Regions from separate parts of the Gossypium hirsutum genome. Here region 2 is linked to region 1. A link is a contact called in public Hi-C data. All regions are on one chromosome and are shown on one strand. The core of a region is the stretch at or near the end of the contact, and the rest is flanking DNA. Distances in the headings are between cores, read along the strand shown. Region 1 holds the start of LOC107952066. Region 2 holds the start of LOC107951155 (ubiquitin-conjugating enzyme E2-17 kDa).

What was found. A called contact is a pair of places that touch in the nucleus more often than the background predicts.
Region 2: a Hi-C map of leaf shows a contact between it and region 1, with 2.4 times the contacts expected there. The contact joins the promoter of LOC107951155 here to the promoter of LOC107952066 in region 1. A contact is called at or near these places in 12 of 34 Hi-C or Micro-C datasets (anther, hypocotyl, leaf and 1 more).

Annotation. Positions count from the first base shown.
Region 1 is chrA02:47,278,370-47,282,328 of Gossypium_hirsutum_v2.1, forward strand. It overlaps LOC107952066, which reads left to right and starts at 1,707. Exons shown (of 2, transcript XM_016887308.2): 1 at 1,707-2,519; 2 at 3,378-3,959. The coding sequence starts at 1,856. The coding sequence ends at 3,895.
Region 2 is chrA02:47,861,624-47,865,132 of Gossypium_hirsutum_v2.1, forward strand. It overlaps LOC107951155 (ubiquitin-conjugating enzyme E2-17 kDa), which reads right to left and starts at 2,108. Exons shown (of 5, transcript XM_016886088.2): 1 at 1,771-2,108; 2 at 1,546-1,625; 3 at 841-968. The coding sequence starts at 1,615.

The sequences.
Region 1 (3,959 bases), core at 457-2,956:
ATCCTCAAACTTCTTAACTAAAATTTTTAGCTTTTAAAATAGAGGCATTCCACATCTATTAATTGTTTTATCTATGGTTGAAATTATCTAAATCGATACATATCCCTTTTTGTTTATATTTTTAAGAAGTTGGTGTTAGAAATTAACTAAACACCATTAAAAATAATAGAAAATACAAATATTAAAAATATAATATATAATAAATTTATATAAATAGTTAAATACTTTTGAAAAATAAGTTTTGACTTTGACTAGCATAATTTTAGTTTTAAATTAATTTGGTATATGATTTGACACTAAATCATATTACTATTAGTGATACATGTTGCTTATTTTAGATTTAAAAATTAAAAATAAATAGAACACATAATAATCTCATAATCAGTTTATAACATTAAAAAAAATTATTATCAATATAATAAAAAGAAATTTAATTAATTCTTTCACATTTTTTTCTTATGAAATATTAAATGTTCATAAATTTTTTTATGCAATTATTGATTGAGCAATTAGATTTTTCAAAGTTATATTTTTTAACTCTAGATTTAATTTTCAATTTCAAAAACCAACTTCGAGGATTATTTCTATATATCTTAAAGGAAATATAATACTGTTAACAATAATAGTAAATCTAAAGTGGCTTTTTTAACGGTTTTTCTATTTTCTTTAGCCAAAATTTTATTGGTTAAAGGGTTATAAAATATTATCTTTAGAAGAAAACTAATGTAAAAAAAAAAGAAAAGAAAAGAATTTAATATAAACTTATTGGTATCAAGAATTGACTTGGAAAACGACTTGTTAGTACTTAGTGGAGAGAAGGTTTATTTATTTATTTATTTATTATATATATAATCTTTTCGGGTTTTGTGATTTTATAGATGTGGAATGACTTTGTTTTAAAATATAAAAACTTTGGTTAGGAAGTTTGAGGATCAAATTGATAGAATTTGTAAATGTGAAGGGTTAAATTTATTAAATTATTTAGAATTAGGATAAATTGATAGAATATGTAAGTATAGAGTACTAAATGTATCATTATACCAATTAAAAAATCTTTTTTATTATCAATTTACAGCATGTGATAAAAACAATAATGAGTTCAAACGTTAATGCTTAAATTGAAAAATTTTAAAGTTAGATGATCAAAACAAAAATATATGCATAGTTCAGTAACTATTTGTGTAGTTTACCTTAAAATTTTTAACATGAAGGATTAATTTACTCTTTAATTTAATGTATAAAAATTAATTCACCTATTTTTTAAAGTAGATAACGTCATCACATTTTCATATTCAGGTAACCGATTTAAAACTAGATAATAGATATAACACCTCTTTTTTGTCTAGTAGTGAAAATATTTATACTATGGCAATATCCATGGGTCAAGCCAATTTGTGCATATCATTTTCGTCTCTTATTTCACATTTTCTTCTTAATTTAAAGAGTTTTTCTTTTAATAATTATTGGAAATTATGATTTTTAATTTTAATTAATTATTAATATATTATATAAAACAAAATAGTGCGAAAGATAAAGACCAATTTATTTAAAATAAAAGAATAGAGACCAAATCAAATAAAAGTGTAAAAATTGGAGGGCTAAAGTTAGAGTATTATACCAAAATAAGGATTTAACAGCTAGCGTAATAAAGGGACTTCTATGTAAGTTTTACCCAAAAAACTTGTAGTGCGCCATATTTGGTTTCGAGTTTGGGCTAAGTACAACCTACTCAAGTATTTAGCCTCAGTAGGGCACCAAAATAAGGACAAATTCCTGAGAGTCTTTTCCTTTTCTGCTTCTTCTTCACGACGCTTTATATCCCTTTTTCTTTGTTTTGTTTTCAATTTCACAAATAATGGCTATTAAGAATGAAATTATTACTTCGACAGATTTGGGTGACAACGAAATTGGGAATATCAGCACTTGGAGCATTCCCAAAATGATTTCTCTTGTAAAATCCACTTTTCGTTCCAACGATTTCGCCATGGTAGAAAAGGAATTTTTGGCGAGAGAGCAGAAATCAAAGCTGGAAATCGAGTCACTGAAACATGCAAAGGATTCATTTTCCTACAAATTCGAAGAAGAGAGGTTGGAAAAAATGGGTTTTGCGGATGATCTGAGGAAATGCAAGAAAGAATTGGAGGACATGAGGGGTGAGGTTTCGAAGTTGCGGGAAGAAAATATGGTTTTGAGGGAAAGAGGAAAGTCTGCTGAGGAAAGGTGTAATAGATTGTCGGAGGAAGTGAAGGGTATGTATGAGAAACAACACGAAATTATAAATTTGAGAAGCAAGAATTGCGAGCTTGAAAATGAGAAAGCCAAAGCTGAATCTGAGTTGGAAATACTGAGGAAGAGATTCGAGGAGTTGGATAAGAGGGTTTTATGTTTAGAGACTGGTTTTAATACTCTACAAGATGAAGATGATTCCAAGAACAACAATAGGATTGGGGGAGAAATTGGGGTTTCCGAAAATGGGAGGCTAAAACCTATTGAAGCTAACGTTTATTCACCAAATGCTGGTAAAAATTCAACATTCCTGAACCTTTTTTTATTTTGTTTTCGTGTTTATATTGTTGTTTGGTTGGTTAAATTCATGCTAGAGTTGATATTCAAGATTGCTATGCATATGAAGGTTTCAGTATCATTTCAGGTTAAGGACTGATGGTGATATTTTTTAGGGTCGGATCCTCAACAAGTCCCAGCGCCTTTTTATTTTTTTTTTAGGGTTGGATTCTCAAAAGGTCTAGTATTCTGTCTCGGGGTTCTATGCTCCGTTTTAGCGTCGAGCTTTTGCCCTGTCCATGAACGGGGCATGGAGACGCCACATGCTGGTGCCAGGAGTCGCAAACAGTGCCAGGAGAAACTTGAGAGTTTTATGGTGTGGTTTGAATTCATTCCCTATCGCATATAGGCATTTATGGGTAAGATGAGTACCACTGGGACAAAATTTTGGGGTTAAAATGGAGTATAGGCGCTCCAAGAATATAATACCGGACTTGTTGAGGGTCCAACCCTCAATAATGCTCTGTATCAAATAATAAATACTGATACTTGTATAGCAGGATAAGCAATTTGCTCTAAAGGTTATGTTCTATTGCAGGAAATTCAAAACATTTAGCCTTTTTTTTTTTCGTACCAATGTGTACTTCATTCACCATGCTTCATGAGAAAATTAGTTCTGCATGTATAGATCATAGAATGTATATACAACTAGCTGGAGTTTGATTCGGGTGTCGAAAAATCGAAATACATATTCTAAGTGCTTATGCTAAATGTATATCTATGAGCAATACTTACCTGTTGTGGAACTTGTAAAGTGTTTTCCCCCTTTAATATCTTCCGGTTTAACTTATTCTTCCTGAAATCTTGCGTGCCAGGGAGTTGGAGACCTCCATCTCAAAACGTTGTTGAGATTGTTGATATCGATAGTGATGATGATTGTGCACCAGTAGAAAATCCGAGTGTGGAAACTGTGACTCCAACTCTCAAAAGAAAACAAACTTCAACTACAGATGTAGGTGAGGGTGAAAATGGTAATAACGATGCATTATCTGAGAAGTTAAGGATGAGGAAACGTCAAGAGCCTATTTGCAGGCCTAATGGTTGTCCTGTTAATCATTGCTCAACGACAACAATTGTTTCTGATATCAATGAGGTTAACAGAGGCTCTGCCACACCAAGGGAAGATGTTATGGATTCAGTACAGCCTGAACATCGAACGGAGTCTGAGCATAGGTCTGGGGATCTTATCAATGGCTTTCCTTTGGCTGGGCTTTGTTTCTCCGAGGAAAGTTCTGTTTCCTCTGATACTGACTCTGATGATGACAGTGATGGATTTATTTCCATCAACCATTCTCTGCCTGCACCAGAGGTTCAGAAGGGAAACAAAAATTAGCCATTGGAAATGGATGGCTACTTTCTGTTTTTAGATATGAGAACCAAACAAGAAGTTTGTCACA
Region 2 (3,509 bases), core at 858-3,357, 580 kb after region 1:
ATGCATACATGCCCTGTGGAGATAAAAACATTGGTGCGCCAGAATAAGCTAATAAATGCTAAAAGGCAATCAAGTAGAATTAGCATTTACTCATTTCACTGTCAAGCAATGTTTGCATAAGCCACTTGCACTGCTGAGACACCTTGGTCACAGTATCTACAACAAGGAATTAGCCATATAACATGAAGGCTTTAAACATTTATGCTATATACACATCCCACCAAATGTTGATATGTAAATCAGGAAAAGGTAAGAACATTCACCACATGGTCCACATAATAAAAATAAATAAAAAAAATCTTATTGGAATTCTGAGGAGATAACAATCTTGTCTACACTCTACAGCACTTGCATAGATGGTTATATATAAAAAAAATAGCTTGTTCACATAAAAAAGTTGCAGAATATGCTGAGAAATTTTCTTCAAGGCACTTAGAGATATAGTGGCATGATTTTAAATGAAAAAGACAGCCAGTTACAGTCAAATATATAGTCAATAAAGATAATGTTAAGCATCCAACCTAAAACCAATTGGTAATAAGTGGAGTGGCACAACTTAAATATGACCAATACTTAATAAATGTGGGATAACATCACCTAACACTCCCCCTCACGTGTAGCTCAACTTGGCCTACAAATAGACAACCTGAATACTAATGTTATGCATCCAAACTGAAACCAAAAGTAATAAGTGGAAGGACCAAACTTGTAAATGAGACCACAGGAAATCCAGTAATTAACAGATATAGGATAACAACACTTGATAGCTAAAAATACAAATTATAGAGCCAAGGCAAGAAAGAATGTAAACTAGTTTGGTTCAGGAATACAATCAACTACCTTTGGTGGTTTAAATGGATAGTCCGGAGGGAAATGAATGGTGACTAGAAACACTCCACCAGCATATGGACTGTCAGGAGGACCCATAATAGTTGCTTGCCAATGAAACATGTCTTCAGCAACAGGGCCTAATTCAATAGTAAAAATAAGCAAAAGGACAATAGTTAGATGAACAATCACCAAGTAATCTTATGATAATCTTTTCCCAAATTAAAATTGAACGAACCACTCATCCTTACTCTTATTTGCCTTAAGAAATTTAAGCACATATAACAGAAATGACGAGTTCATATACTCAATACATGCAATTATCCAAATCGTTTCCTTACAAACTTCACCTATACATGAACAATTTCGTACGACCAAATAACACCTTAACAAACAGACATGAACAATAATTAACTAATAATTAGACATGAAAATTTTAAAAAAATAAAAAATAAATATATTGTAGTTAGAATAAAATGGAATCATCATGGTCAAAATGAAAAGACCAATAATAAGTATAGAAAATAGATTCGTTATATATAGTTCAAATTGAATTATGCAGCAATAGTAATTATTATGTCATAATTTTCTTTTTCAAAAGCAGATATCTAAAAAATTTCTAATCAATTTTTCAAAAAAAAAAAAGAGTTTCAACGAACAAATCTAAAAAATTCAGAAATGAACAAATCGAAACACGAAGTAGAAAAAAAAATGAACCTGCGCTGCAAGAGGTAGGAGGATCTTTCTGGAGATCCTTGAGCTCCTTCAAGATCCGCTTCGAAGCCATCACCTAAACCCTAAAACAAACAAAATTTTATTAAAAAAATAGAAATTTTCAAGCTAGATCGCTTTTTGTGTCTAACAAAGAAAATTTTAAATTGAAGAGAAACCAAAAAATAAAACGAAATAAAGAGGAAACTAGAGATAAAAAAGAACAAGTACCTGAGAGATCCTCCTGTCCTAGTCTATTGTCTGTTTGGGTGGTTTTTTTTTTTTTTTTTTTTTGCTGAAAGTAGCGGAGAAATGTAAAGAGGCAAAAATAAAGCTTAAAAAAGAAATCTCCCAGAAATCAATTTTTAATAATAATAATTATAATTATTATGTAGAGAAAGGCAAAAATTGGGATGTTTTGTGTTCTGATTGGCTATGTTTGTAGACCCCACGCGATTATAAGAGAATTTTATTTTGTATTTCTTTTGACACGGATACCTTCTCTTTAGAGATGGCATTGGCAACCGCGTGTGGCGCGTGATGGTAATTTGCAGGAGTGTGCAAAAATCAAATAGTTGATTTTTGTTTCGGTTTAAAAAGTTGGGCAAAATGGATTGATTAAAAAAATTAAAATTGAATTAACCGGTTTTAAATCATATTTTTATTTTTATTTTTATATTTTATATATTATAAACCTAAACTCAATTCAGAATCTAATTGTAATCGGGGTAAATTATATTCATTGTCATTAAATTATTAGTAAATTTATGTTTTCGTCACTCAATTTTAAAAAGTTATAAAATAATCATTAAACTATTTGAAAGTTTTTATTTAAATTAATAAATTGTTAAAATTAATGTTGTATAACTTTTTCTATCTTCATCACCTCCACCAATCAAAAGCTTTGCTTCCCCTTCTCTTTTACAGTCTATTTTTTTCTTATGAAACAACTTTAAACGTCATGAATATTCAAACTAAAATTTAAGAAACTTTTTTTTCTAATATTATACATTGATCATTAGATTGACTTGGATTTAATATATTTTTTTACTTGTTGATAGATATTGAACTACCGTACCAATCATTTATTTTTGTTGCTTAGAACTCGTTAATTGTAAAAAAATTAATAATAATCCAATATTTTAAATAAAAAAATTTTAAATAATTTAGTGACTTTTTATAATTTTTTAAAGTTGAGTTACATAATTTACCCTTAAAATTTATACTAATTGGGCCAATATCCAAAAATTAAATCCAATTGATATTTAAACTGAATTAATAAATTAAACCCAAAAATACTACACCCAAACCCGATCCTTCACTTTCACTACACGGTTCATTTCAGCATTTGACGCCCATTCAAGCAAAACTCACTTCATTATTTGATAAATAAAAAAATTGTTAATGAAAATAATTTTGTTGCAATGTTGTGATGGATTATGAAACTTGTGTTATACTGTGTTGTGTTAAATTATTTAGTTTGTCAGGTAGTAGTTTGTATACTTTTTTTAAATGTAGATTTTGGATCAAATCGATCTAAAATACGTTTATTTGGTTTTTTTTTTTGGTTTTAGAGGTAAGTTAATTTTGTTTTAAAAGTAAATTGGGTTTTAAATTTTTTGGATCGAACTTGTAAATTGTTCACCCTAATTTTGTTTGGGGTAAATTATACTGATGATCACTTTAAGATAGAGTTAACCTTAGTTTGATCATTCTAAAACTCTTTTTTTTAAGTTAGTCACTTTGAATAAAATAATTAAGTTAGTCACTTTAAATGAAATAATTGTGTAAATTAGTCACTACCATTAAAATAATTGTATGAATTTGTTGTTGTGACATTTTGAAATAAATAATATTCACTTTGTAGCAATATAACTAAAAAATAGTGTTGTAATAAAGTTGAATTTAACAAAATAATTTTAACACTGTTAATGGGTGTCGGAACTTTTTTTTTTTGAAATCGACTTTTT